Regions from separate parts of the Mus musculus genome. Here regions 2 and 3 are each linked to region 1. A link is a contact called in public Hi-C data. All regions are on one chromosome and are shown on one strand. The core of a region is the stretch at or near the end of the contact, and the rest is flanking DNA. Distances in the headings are between cores, read along the strand shown. Region 1 overlaps Ccdc141 (coiled-coil domain containing 141). Region 2 holds the start of Ttn (titin). Region 3 overlaps Ccdc141 (coiled-coil domain containing 141).

Evidence for each region. Hi-C and Micro-C count contacts between places; a contact is called where the count stands out from the background.
Region 2: a Hi-C map of myocytes shows a contact between it and region 1, with 3 times the contacts expected there. The contact joins the promoter of Ttn here to the enhancer-like site in region 1. A contact is called at or near these places in 2 of 484 Hi-C or Micro-C datasets (muscle stem cells and myocytes) and 1 of 9 other capture datasets (liver).
Region 3: a contact with region 1 is called in a Hi-C map of myocytes, with 2.0 times the contacts expected there. The contact joins two enhancer-like sites. A contact is called at or near these places in 1 of 484 Hi-C or Micro-C datasets (myocytes), 1 of 115 datasets of contacts at active chromatin or transcription factors (embryonic stem cells) and 1 of 9 other capture datasets (adipose tissue).

Annotation. Positions count from the first base shown.
Region 1 is chr2:77,107,640-77,111,246 of GRCm38.p6, reverse strand. It overlaps Ccdc141 (coiled-coil domain containing 141), which reads left to right. Exons shown (of 24, transcript NM_001025576.3): 6 at 2,768-2,884. Among named protein-coding and RNA genes, the nearest start is that of Gm39862, 39 kb to the right of the region's middle. Within about 2 kb of position 1,551, at least 15 of the 459 cell types and tissues checked have an H3K27ac peak or open chromatin away from gene starts, as enhancers often do. A contact at or near this core is called in myocytes, where this site is marked.
Region 2 is chr2:76,980,708-76,984,314 of GRCm38.p6, reverse strand. It overlaps Ttn (titin), which reads left to right and starts at 1,768. Exons shown (of 313, transcript NM_011652.3): 1 at 1,768-1,977.
Region 3 is chr2:77,032,680-77,036,286 of GRCm38.p6, reverse strand. All of the region lies in intron 17 of Ccdc141 (coiled-coil domain containing 141), which reads left to right. Among named protein-coding and RNA genes, the nearest start is that of Gm39862, 36 kb to the left of the region's middle. Within about 2 kb of position 2,021, at least 15 of the 459 cell types and tissues checked have an H3K27ac peak or open chromatin away from gene starts, as enhancers often do. A contact at or near this core is called in myocytes, where this site is marked.

The DNA of each region.
Region 1 (3,607 bases), core at 302-2,801:
CCACTCATGTGTCAGAATGCCTCATGATAAGATGTAATGTGCTAATGATGATCTACTTACTTCAAGCATTCATACCAACTTGTGTTTCTCCCTAAAGTGTATCTGGTCAGAAAAAAAATGTGTAGAACTAGAATCATAAGTTTTGGAAGCCAGGATGAAAGCTACTGAGTATCACAAGAGTTTTCTACCTCCAACGTGTTGCTTAGTAGGTAGCTTTTGAAGGGTGAAATAGTGTCAGCAAGAACCAAAGGATTAAGTCAGTCAGCACTATTTAAAAGTCAAAACAAGCTGTTGCAGCAGTGCAGACCTTCAATCCCAGTACTTGGGGAACAGAGGAAGGCAGTGGAAGCCCACCTGGTCTGTGTGCCAAGGTCCAGGCCAGCTAGAGCTATGAGGTAAGATCAATATCAATAGAAGAAGAAAGAAGAGGAGGAGGAGAAGGAGGAGGAGGAGGAAGAAGAGGAAGAAGAAGAGGGGGAAGAAGAGGAGGAAGAAGAGAAGGAAGAAGAGGAGGAGGAGAAGAAGAGGAAGAAAAAGAAATCACAGAATTTCCCTCCCTCGCTTCCTTCTAGGTTTCATCATCTCTGACATTTGTTAGATGACAAATATTTGACTCACAAATTAAATAGGATTATCTGCGGCTATAGGCTTCTCACCTGTTCAGGGAGATTAAGGAACACCTGCTTCCTCCTTTGTTTCATCCACTTAGCGTCCATATTAGCTGGCCCACAATAAAACATTCTTGAGATGTCTACCCCCACCCCAACTCTAGCTAGGAATAGAAAACACTCACTTCTGGTCCTCAACAACTAAATAGTCTCAGTTAGTTATTCTCATGCTCTCTTTGAGGAAAACCCCCCAAACCACTCCTCCGTTCACATTTCTGTAAGCACTCGCTGGCGTTGTAAGAAATTATTTTATATAAAAGCAAAATAACTTTTAGTGCTGTTCTCTAAGTGCCCTCTGTGGGTTCTTCTATGTATATTGTACTTATCTAGTTCTAATTGGATACCAGAAAAATGGTTTCAAGGAACTATAAATATATAAAAATACTATATACATACATGTCTATATAATGTGAAATATATATATCACATACTTTACCAATATTAGGAAGAAGGTGAATTTCATATAAAAATGGCTACAGGATAAATGTGGATTTTTTTTTTGTTGTTTGTACTGATAATGGGCTAACATTTTGGTAAGCTGAAGAAACCCTGTTGCTCCGTAACTTATTCCCCATTCTGTGCTGGGGAAATGCTGAGCTAGTTCAGACCTTCTGCTCTCAAGATCAGCTGCCACCCCAGCTCCCCGTGGCCCACAGGCATCTCACTGGGGTGAGCCTCTACCACTGCCATCTGCGGAGCATGAGGCACATTTTCAGTTTGGAACTTTAGACCCGACACCCTTTCCTCAGCCTCCGGCTTCATATATCCCTTCCTGTTACAGGAGCTGGAAGAAAGCCCATGGCTGTGCAGACAAGATAACTGGGGCCTCAGAAAGACACAGTATGACTCTTGGCTCTGCCCACCATTTTGAGCGGACTGCCAATTTTCATCTTTGAGGTTGGCAACAGTATCCCCAGACAACAGGGCTGAAAGACTGTAGGTGACATGAGCATAGTGGCGGGGCACAGCAGAAGAGCATGGATTTTGGAATTATGTACACTTGGGGCAGATCCTTCTTCTGCTGCTACCATCTGTCTCTAGATAAACGGCTTCAGCTCTCCCAATTCATTTACTTCTTCTGTACGTTTGTATGATTAGATTGCTCTTGTTGTGGACTTACTGAGAAAGACGAAGACAATGCTCTCAAAGCAACGAGCCACACATCTAGTTTATAGTGTGGTGTCTTACAAATTAGTCATTCTGATAGGATTCAGGGATAATGCTGTACAGAAGCAGATAGTGCAAATCTAGCTGCACTTCATTTGATGGATATCAAGGTTCTTGTGTTCAGGAGTCTTAAGTCAGAAGTCTCACATCAAGTTATAGTATCTCTTAAAATCTGGCCTCACTAAAAGTGCAACACCACAAACTTAATGGTAGAGTGCTTGTTCGACTTGTGTGAGATCCTGGGTTCAATGTCAGCATTCCTCCAAAGTTAACTAATTAAAAAATTAAAATAACAACATATTTATTACTGCAATCAACCTCCACAATATCTGTTGTCTTGACACTGTGTGTCATGTGTCCTGAGTCAACCGTACATGTATCTGGTACCCACGTCCTGTTCTTACAGTCTCCATGGGGTTTCATAACTGTGCCTTTTCATTCCTCCGATTTCCTCCAGGGACTGCAAATGAAATACGTTTGTATTTTCTTTTTGTATACTAGAAAATATGATTCCACATAGGCTGTTCAATATCTTTAACTGGATCTGTGTAACTATATCCAGGCTCATGTTTATATAGAGAAAAAACGTTATATTTGGAAAGGAAGCAAGATGTATGGACTGCATGGGGACGCACTGTGGCTTTTGGAGAATATGCTGACTCATTTCTCATGCCTCATAATCCACTGAGCTGTTAAGCAGCCCTTCCCTGGGCTCTTCTCTGGTTATTTAGTCCTTTTTTGCCCTTAAGCATTGAGAGGCTGAAATAAAGAGAACATTAAATGCCTAGATGATGTTAACATCCTATATAAATTAGCGTATGTAGAAAGAGATCGAATTGCTTTGTTTTGAAAGGTTGCACTACTGTGTCTGCATTTAAATCGTCTATCCTGATCATTTACATATTGGTCCTTTCTTCTCACCCCTTCCCCAGGTTTCTTCTTGGTTTCAGAAAGCAATAAGAGATCTGCAGGAACAGAGTCTGGGCGCATCACTTTCAGACAACAGAGAGCTAATCTGCAAGCACGAGGACCTGATAGTCAAAGCAAAGGTAAGGTCCACTAAAATGAGTGGGGAATGCAAGGGAGATGACTCTTGGAATAGGCTGAGTCATTTACAGATTGCATAGAAATGATCACTAGAGCGTTAGGGAACGCCACTGCCCATTAACTGCTAGAGTAACAGTAAGACTGAAGCTTGTAAACACACACACACACACATACACACACACACACACATCGACACACTAACAGGTCATAATTATTGTCTAGTCTGAGTATGAGAGACGCTTTATTTAAATGGTCACAGACCCCTGAGAAGTTTACCATTTTTTTTTTTAAATTGGACTGAAACAAAGCAGAGGCTTTGACAAACAAAGAGAGTGGCTTCATCAAAGTTAAGTCTTATCCCAGGCAGAGGTGGAATTTGATTCTGTCCAACCCAAGGTCCCAGCTCTTCAGTATTAAGCTTCGCTGTCTTTCTGCAGAGTGTTTCTTTGCTGGTGTGATGTTTTGTTTGGTTGTTTTCTGCACATAGCACCGTCACCTCGCTGGTTGCCAGGCTTGCTCACTGCTCTCATCTTCATTCTCTCTCTCTCTCACTTGCTTCACATTCCTCCATTTTGCAAGAAATTGACTCCTAGCCAGGCATCACTTACAGATGGTCTGTAGAGAACTAAAGCTTATTTTGGTGACCCAGTACAGGAAATTACACCTAGAACATTGTAGGTGGTTGGTAGTTACAGGTTAAATGAAGTCATGAAAGTTGTGAAACA
Region 2 (3,607 bases), core at 519-3,018, 130 kb after region 1:
CAGCTCGGGAGGAGACACATAGGACTTCATGTTTGCAGTATATGGTGTATTTTCATAGCTTATCTGCTCTCTGAATTGTGTTGGGCTCAACTCAATGGAACACAAGCTCCAGGTCTCTATTCAGTTGTTAGCTAAAGTTTCCAGAGCTAAAATGGCTTCACTTGCCCCCGATAAACATGACATGACACTGACATACTCTAGATTAGAAACATGTATGCTACACACACACACACACACACACACACACACACACACACACGAGAGAGAGAGAGAGAGAGAGAGAGAGAGAGATGCACAAATGAATTTTAAATAAATAGCAAATTATTGAGCACCCCGAACAAGAAGTTCACTTATTGTCTATTATGACTGACAAGTTCCCTTAACAGGAGTCTCTGGTTGGGAGTCACTGTCAAGATACACAACATGAAACTGGCCATTTGGGAAGAAAGGGATGAAACTGAGTGATAGCAGACACCGGCTGGTGGGGGTTGGGCATGGCGGCTCCAGCCAGACAGCAGCACTTAGGTAAAGGAGATAGCTGTTTAAATAAGGACACGGTGGTGTCAGCTTCTTATCAGAGCTTCACGGAGCCAGTTGCTGGTAAATTGAAGCTGTTAAATGTTAATGAACTATCACTATATAGGTAGCCAGGAGACTGAAAAGGCTCAAAAAGTTCAAAGTCTACTGCAAGGCCAATTTATCCCACAACAGGGAACATTTTTATTACAAACATAAGGAAATTTGTTTTAAAATTTAATTTTTTAAAGTCTGTTTTATTGATAGAAGTGTCTTTCCTTTATCAATGAGTCAATTTTCTTTGCTCTGAGCAGAATTTTACAAATCCCTGGGTTGAGCCACAACAAAGGCCATTTGATATGATCTTTTGTATTTGAACTATCTCTGGCTTAAAATTAAATTCACTCCTAAAATAGTAAGTATATCATGCCCTAAACACTTCCCATTAGTGACAGCAAGCTGCAGAGATTAGAAGCACACCCTGTACTAATCTTACACCAAGTAAAAGAACCCTATGGCTGGTTTAAACTCAGACTTCACCACTCAGCAAGGCAGCCCATGGGTATTGGTAAATACTACTGGCAGGCAAAAATGAACTCTAACCAGAGCAGACATTGTCCCACACAGACTATACCGAAGCCTTAAGCAGACTTTGCCTTTGGGTGTTATTTCCTGCAAGGCTGGGGTACACATAACTCACTGACATTGGCATAGCTATTCTATAGAACAAACAGGACAAATGGATTCTCTTCAAATGCTACGTTTATCGAAACTGAGTCTTCAGAGAAGATGAAACCTATGTGTGATATAAATTACTTCATCAGCTGTCATGATTGACAGGCCCATTTGGTTGGGTTTAGAGGGTAGGGAACAGAAGTGGAGCCTGACTCACAGGGCACGGGGCTCAAGTTCAGGATTGTTTTAGATCTACAAATGTCCACAAGTTTTATCCTTTGTCACATTCTGGCCTCCGTTCCACCTGGGTAGAGTTTTCACGTTTGCAGCAACCACTCTTGTCTCTGAGTCCCAGTGAGGTCGATTTTAAAATACAATTCTATTTCCTCGGTAAAGCCTCTTCTGAAAGGCTAAATTTAGCACTGCCAATCAGAGGAACAGGTGGTCTGTGATACTCCCAAATAGGTCCTCTCCCATCATGCCTTCCTAACAGAGCCAATCACAGAGCCGGGCTGTAAGGATGTTGGGCTGTCAGCAGATCTGGGGAATATAAGGGCCGGCCAGCCCCTGGCTCTGGAGCAGTCGCGCATTCCCACCTCGCCTCGGGTGTAGGGATTGCATAGGAAACAAAACCACACAGTCAAGACTGTGTGGTTTTGTTTGGAGGGTTAGAGGCTCACCGATTCATGTCGGAGATGGTTGGAAAAACCAACTCTACGTAGGACGTCGTTTCAGAAGCAAACTTGGGCTTGGTCCCACCCTTTTTGGGCACTCCTGAGAAATCAGGTGAGTGAGAACCAGCTTGTTTGATCCCTGGAGCTCTTTCTGATTGGTTACTATTGGATGCTCTGAACAATGAATGCCTTCTGTTAAAGGTTTCATCTTGCTGACCTACAGTGTGAATCTGTGTTTTAAATTTGGTTTTGAAATGTACATTTTCCAGAGAGAAAGAAAGGGAAAGAAAAGAAAAGAAGAAAAGAAAAAAGAAAAGAATCAAGTGCTGAAGCGATAGTCAACCATTCTGATTTTTAAAATGTATGGGATGTCCTAGAACCAGGAGTCTGAAATGGGGACATGAATGTTTGCTTCCTTAGTAAACGTGTCTGCTGAGAATGTACAAGGTTATGTGACCCGTTGATAAAGCAAGGCAGACCAAGAATAGCTCAGAGAAAACCCATGTGGCATCAGCTGCACCCAATGACTTTTTAAGGGAATCCACTGCTGAGGTATCTGTTGCGGACGGTGGCAGAACACTTGTCTGCTGTCAGTCAAGCTGGACGGTTTATTTTGGGAGTGTGACATTTCAGATGCATGCCTTCAGCCTTAGGCCTCTGAGAAACAAGTGCTCACAGAAACAAATTTAGTCTTCCTAGACAATAAGAATATCAAACCCAGCTAGGCCACTTAATTCTCAACATTTTATAAGTTTGAATGAAGCTATAGAATTGCTTTCTAGAAGATTCCAGATCTCATTATGCATTTTAATTTAACCCACAATCCAATTATATGGTGTGAGATAATGTTAATGCTAAAAAGGGTAAGAAATAAAGGATTCTTAATTTCTAAATACACTTTGATTCCCTATCTTCCTGGGATTAGATTACAAATTGTAAATGCCCATTATTAGATAAATACTTAATTATACATGGTTTATCTAAGGAGATAGCTAATTTTTTTTGAAGATACACTGGCTTACAGACAGGAAAAATTAGGCATAAAATGTGTTCATCTGAAAGATAATGTGAAAGAAGCAAGAGTTTCTGAGAAATGTTTCCTGAAAACTTTTGGATAACATCTGGATTTTTATGGGGTATGAATTTTGTCTCAAAAAAAATTGAGTTATAGGACTAAGAAGAGTATTGCACTGTAACATTTAGTGAACAAAGAATGTTGTGAAAGATAAAAATGAGGCAATTGACAATTCAGAGCCTGCCCTTTAATGTCAGAACACTGGTTTGCTTCAAGGTGACTACTTAGTTATTTATGCATAAGAATTTTCTTACATAATCTCCAAAAATGGTAGATGAAATACTTTCTTTCACTTACAAAGGGAATTAACTGCAAATTTCACTCTTTTTTTTTTTTTTTGGTTATTGTTGAATATTTCACATAATAAAGCACAGATCTTTTTATTCCCCTGAATAATTCCCACAGCCTTCTGTGATTCAGTCCACACACAGCTCCATCCATGTGAAGAAATCAAGGCAGCATTTTTCTTTCAGACCTATAATAAATTTCGGCCCATTACATATTCTTCGTGAATATTACTTCAGCAGCATTAATTGTGCCATTGCATACAATACACAGGAATGTTAGGATGTGGGAAGCTCCTTATGCTGTCGGAAAGAGGGGGAAAAGCTTGCTTGATGATGAGAAAACATTTGCCAACCCTTTTCAAGTCGGCGAACCGCTTGCA
Region 3 (3,607 bases), core at 772-3,271, 75 kb after region 1:
ACAATTGATTTGATTGTTTCCAGAAAATCTTTTCTTTTGACTTTGCTGAAGCTAACTTTGAGTGAACTCTTCACTGGGGCCCTTACAGAAGGACTTTGTACCTCAAGGTGAACGAAAGGAAGCCGCTTGAAATGCCATTTGAAAAATAAGATGTGATTTCCTTTAAAGACACGTAACAGTGCCTTTTGTGTTACATTATCTTTGCATAATTTTATGCATAGGAAGTTTTTGAAAAACTCGTTTTCTTCATGTTTACCCGTGAGAAACACAACTGTCAAACTGCCAGATTTTATGGCATTTTTTTCCCTACCCATTTCATGCAAGGATACATTCGTATGCATAACAGCTCAATAGCACTTTGGATTTTCTTGCTTGGCCATGTGAATATATCATTAACACACAAAATATCCTAGAAATTTCCATGACCATATTATATTACAAAGGAACCTCATTTGTTTATAATCTACCTTTGAGAAGTTAGTATGCTGCTACGTTTCCTTCTTACAAGCTGACCAACAAAAGAATTACCCTTATATTTACATGATGTTAATGGGGATTTATAACTTAAAGGCTCCTATTTTGTGTCACAAACAATTACTTTGCTGGGAAGAATGGGATGACAGAATCAGGCCGCTATCCATTTTCTCAAAATAAGTTTTCCACACAGAAGCTTCCAGACCGTTACACTACCTTACCCGGGAAAATCTCCTCGAGGACAGCAACAGCTTTCCTATCAGAAAGTAAGAAGGAAAGGATTTAGCATATATATTCCATATACCAGGCATGAATCCCCCAAATTCTGTTGCAAATTTGAATGGATTGGTCATCTGAGAGCCAGCCACAGAAACTGGATCAGAAGCAATAGATTATAACTGAGGAGTGATGCTTTTATATAACACGCATAGGTGATAGAATGAAAACCACACTCTACTGTCTGGCACTTTGCCGCGGACAAAATGAGCATGGGTACCATCCACTGCAGGAAAGGGCACAGGAACAATTTACATAGGGAACAGAACACCAGATGGGCATCACTGAGAAAAACACAGACAATGTTCATTTTTCCGATTTGTAACCCAAACTTGTCTTCGAAAAAAAATAGTAAATTGTCTTTATCCAACAAATGTATTTCATGTGGCTACCGAGAGCCATGCTGTAACTCTACAAATGTCTGTAAAACACAGAAGAGTCTTGAGAAACTTAAAACCCACATGGTACTTCAGCGCCCAGCCATCTGCTCAGCAGGCCCTGACCCAGCTGGATTTGGGTAGCATATATAAGTGGACAGGAAAAATTACAATTTGTTCAGAAAATGTTCATCCCAAAGGCTTAAAAATTTAAATCGTAGTGTTTGATGTCTGTAAAATACCATGTAGGATCTTCTGGAAGGTATGGACAGCTCACGTTTAAAATGATAGTTACCCTTTCCCAAAGTAGAACAAACAAAATGTACTAAATTCATTATGAAGATGGTGGACATTCAAGACAATGTTTAATGCTGAGACTGGCTGCAGCTTATAATTCAGAACAGGTCTTTGCTTTATGACTTGTCTCACTTCCTTTTGCTATGTGCCTTGGAGCTAAGGAAGATGTTCTCTGGTTACCAAGTAGAAGAAGACCAAAGAGACTTCTCCAGAAATCTGTCCAACATGGAGACCCAGTGCTCTCCAATAATATTTGCAGAAGCTCATCCGGATTAGATTTTGCATCTTTGGATGTCTTCGTTTAGAATCCAAGCATCTCTGGGTGGTGGTGCATTTCAGCCTTTCATTATGAGTCTCTGAACTTGTGAAGTGGATGCTAGAGAAACAAAACCTGACTGCTCGTTTTGAATTTGGAAGTTCAGCCAGTATGCCACAGTCCTAAAGCAAGGTTTTCTTTGCAAACCCATTGCCTTGGTTTTAAATAGCCCATGTCCCTCACACCAGTTGGCCTTGCCAGTACCAGACTTACACATCAGGCATTCTTGTGAAAGCTGCCTCAGCCAGCTTAGTCAAGGCTAAGAATAGCGAGCCAGCCTAGCCTGTCAGGAGCTCTTAACCTTCTGTTTCTAGAGAAGTTTTCTCATTTCTAGCCCTGAAGAGAGACTTATCACTCACTGGGGAAATTATGAGAGGATACGTTTCAAAAAGAGAGAGCGAGCAGTTTTACAATTTTAGAATTTTTTCTAATTATGGCATGTAAGTTTGGGCTACTTCCTCTGTACAAACACAGAGGAACTGAGCATTACACAGAGGAAAGAATCAACTCACTCACTAAAAAAATATTCTAACATCCATAATACATAAATTTTACTAATTCGAATTATAGCGTTTATAGGTTTCTAGTGAATAAACTATTCCCTTTCCCATGCAGTTGGCGTGTGTGGCTGCTCATATGTACAAGCAGGGCAGTTGTCTGACCCGTCTCCACCATGCCCTATTGTTGACAAGCTTGCTAAAGTTAGAAGCAGCTGTGTGGACAATGATACCCCAGAGCAGTAACCAGAGCACTTAGTTCCTTTAAAACTGGGATACCAACTTACGTGGGGATTAGATTAAGTTTTCCTATTGGAATGTGCGGATAAGAGAAATGTGGTGTGGCTGGATTCGTGGATGCTAGAGGCCCTTCATCCACGCTCCCTTCTACTTGTATGTATAGTGCTCTTGAATTTGCATTAAGAAAGGTACAAGAGATTAGATTTTGACTGGCTTTCCAATGTGACTAAACAAGAATAGTGCCAGCAACTCTGTGGCACAAGCTTATGTGTCAGAATGAAGCTCTCCAGTTTGACATACCCGTAGCACCGCAGGCATTCTTTGGCCTTCTAAATCACCTCTGTGGACATGCATGCATGCTGGGCATGCAGAAATGAAGTCGTTCTTACCAGTTCCTAAGTCTGACGTTTCTTAATCTTCTTAGTAAATTAGAAGCACATGGCTTAGAATGAAAGTGTTAGGGATCCATCTCCCCACCATGCTCGTACAGCATTCAAGTAGATGTTAAGCCTTCCTGGTTGAAAAAGTGAATAAAACCCTTTGGCTATCCAGTTGATGGTAGAACTTCTCTTTCTTCCTCTAGACTGATCAATAATGATGACATGATTCAGTAAATACAGTAAGGTAGAAAGCTGTGTTATCCAGTGTATAATTGTCAGTGTCTGAACACCTTAATTCCTTTTGTAATGGTTATTTTATCTATTACTTTATTGTATTCAGTTTTATTTTGTGTGTGTGTGTGTATGAGAGAGAGAGAGATATATACGTGAGTGCGAGTTTGTGTGTGTGGGCACAGGTGCTGGCATACTACAGTGTGTGTTTGGGAGACAGAGGACAACCTTGGATGCCAGCCCACTCTTCTACCTTGTTTGGAACAGTCTCTTTTGAGCTTCTGGGAATTCTGTCTCTGCTTCCCAGAGACTGTAATCGCAGGATTACAGACTAGGATCACAGACACATGGCGCCATGCTTGGCTTTACGTGGTCCCGGCAGATCTGAACTCTGGCTCTCACATTTGTGCATCAAGCGTATCCCACTGAGCCATTCCCAAACCTTGCTGCCTCCTCCTCCTCCTCCTCTTCCTCCTCCTCTTGCTCTTCCTCCTCTTTCTCCTCCTCCTCCTCCTCACA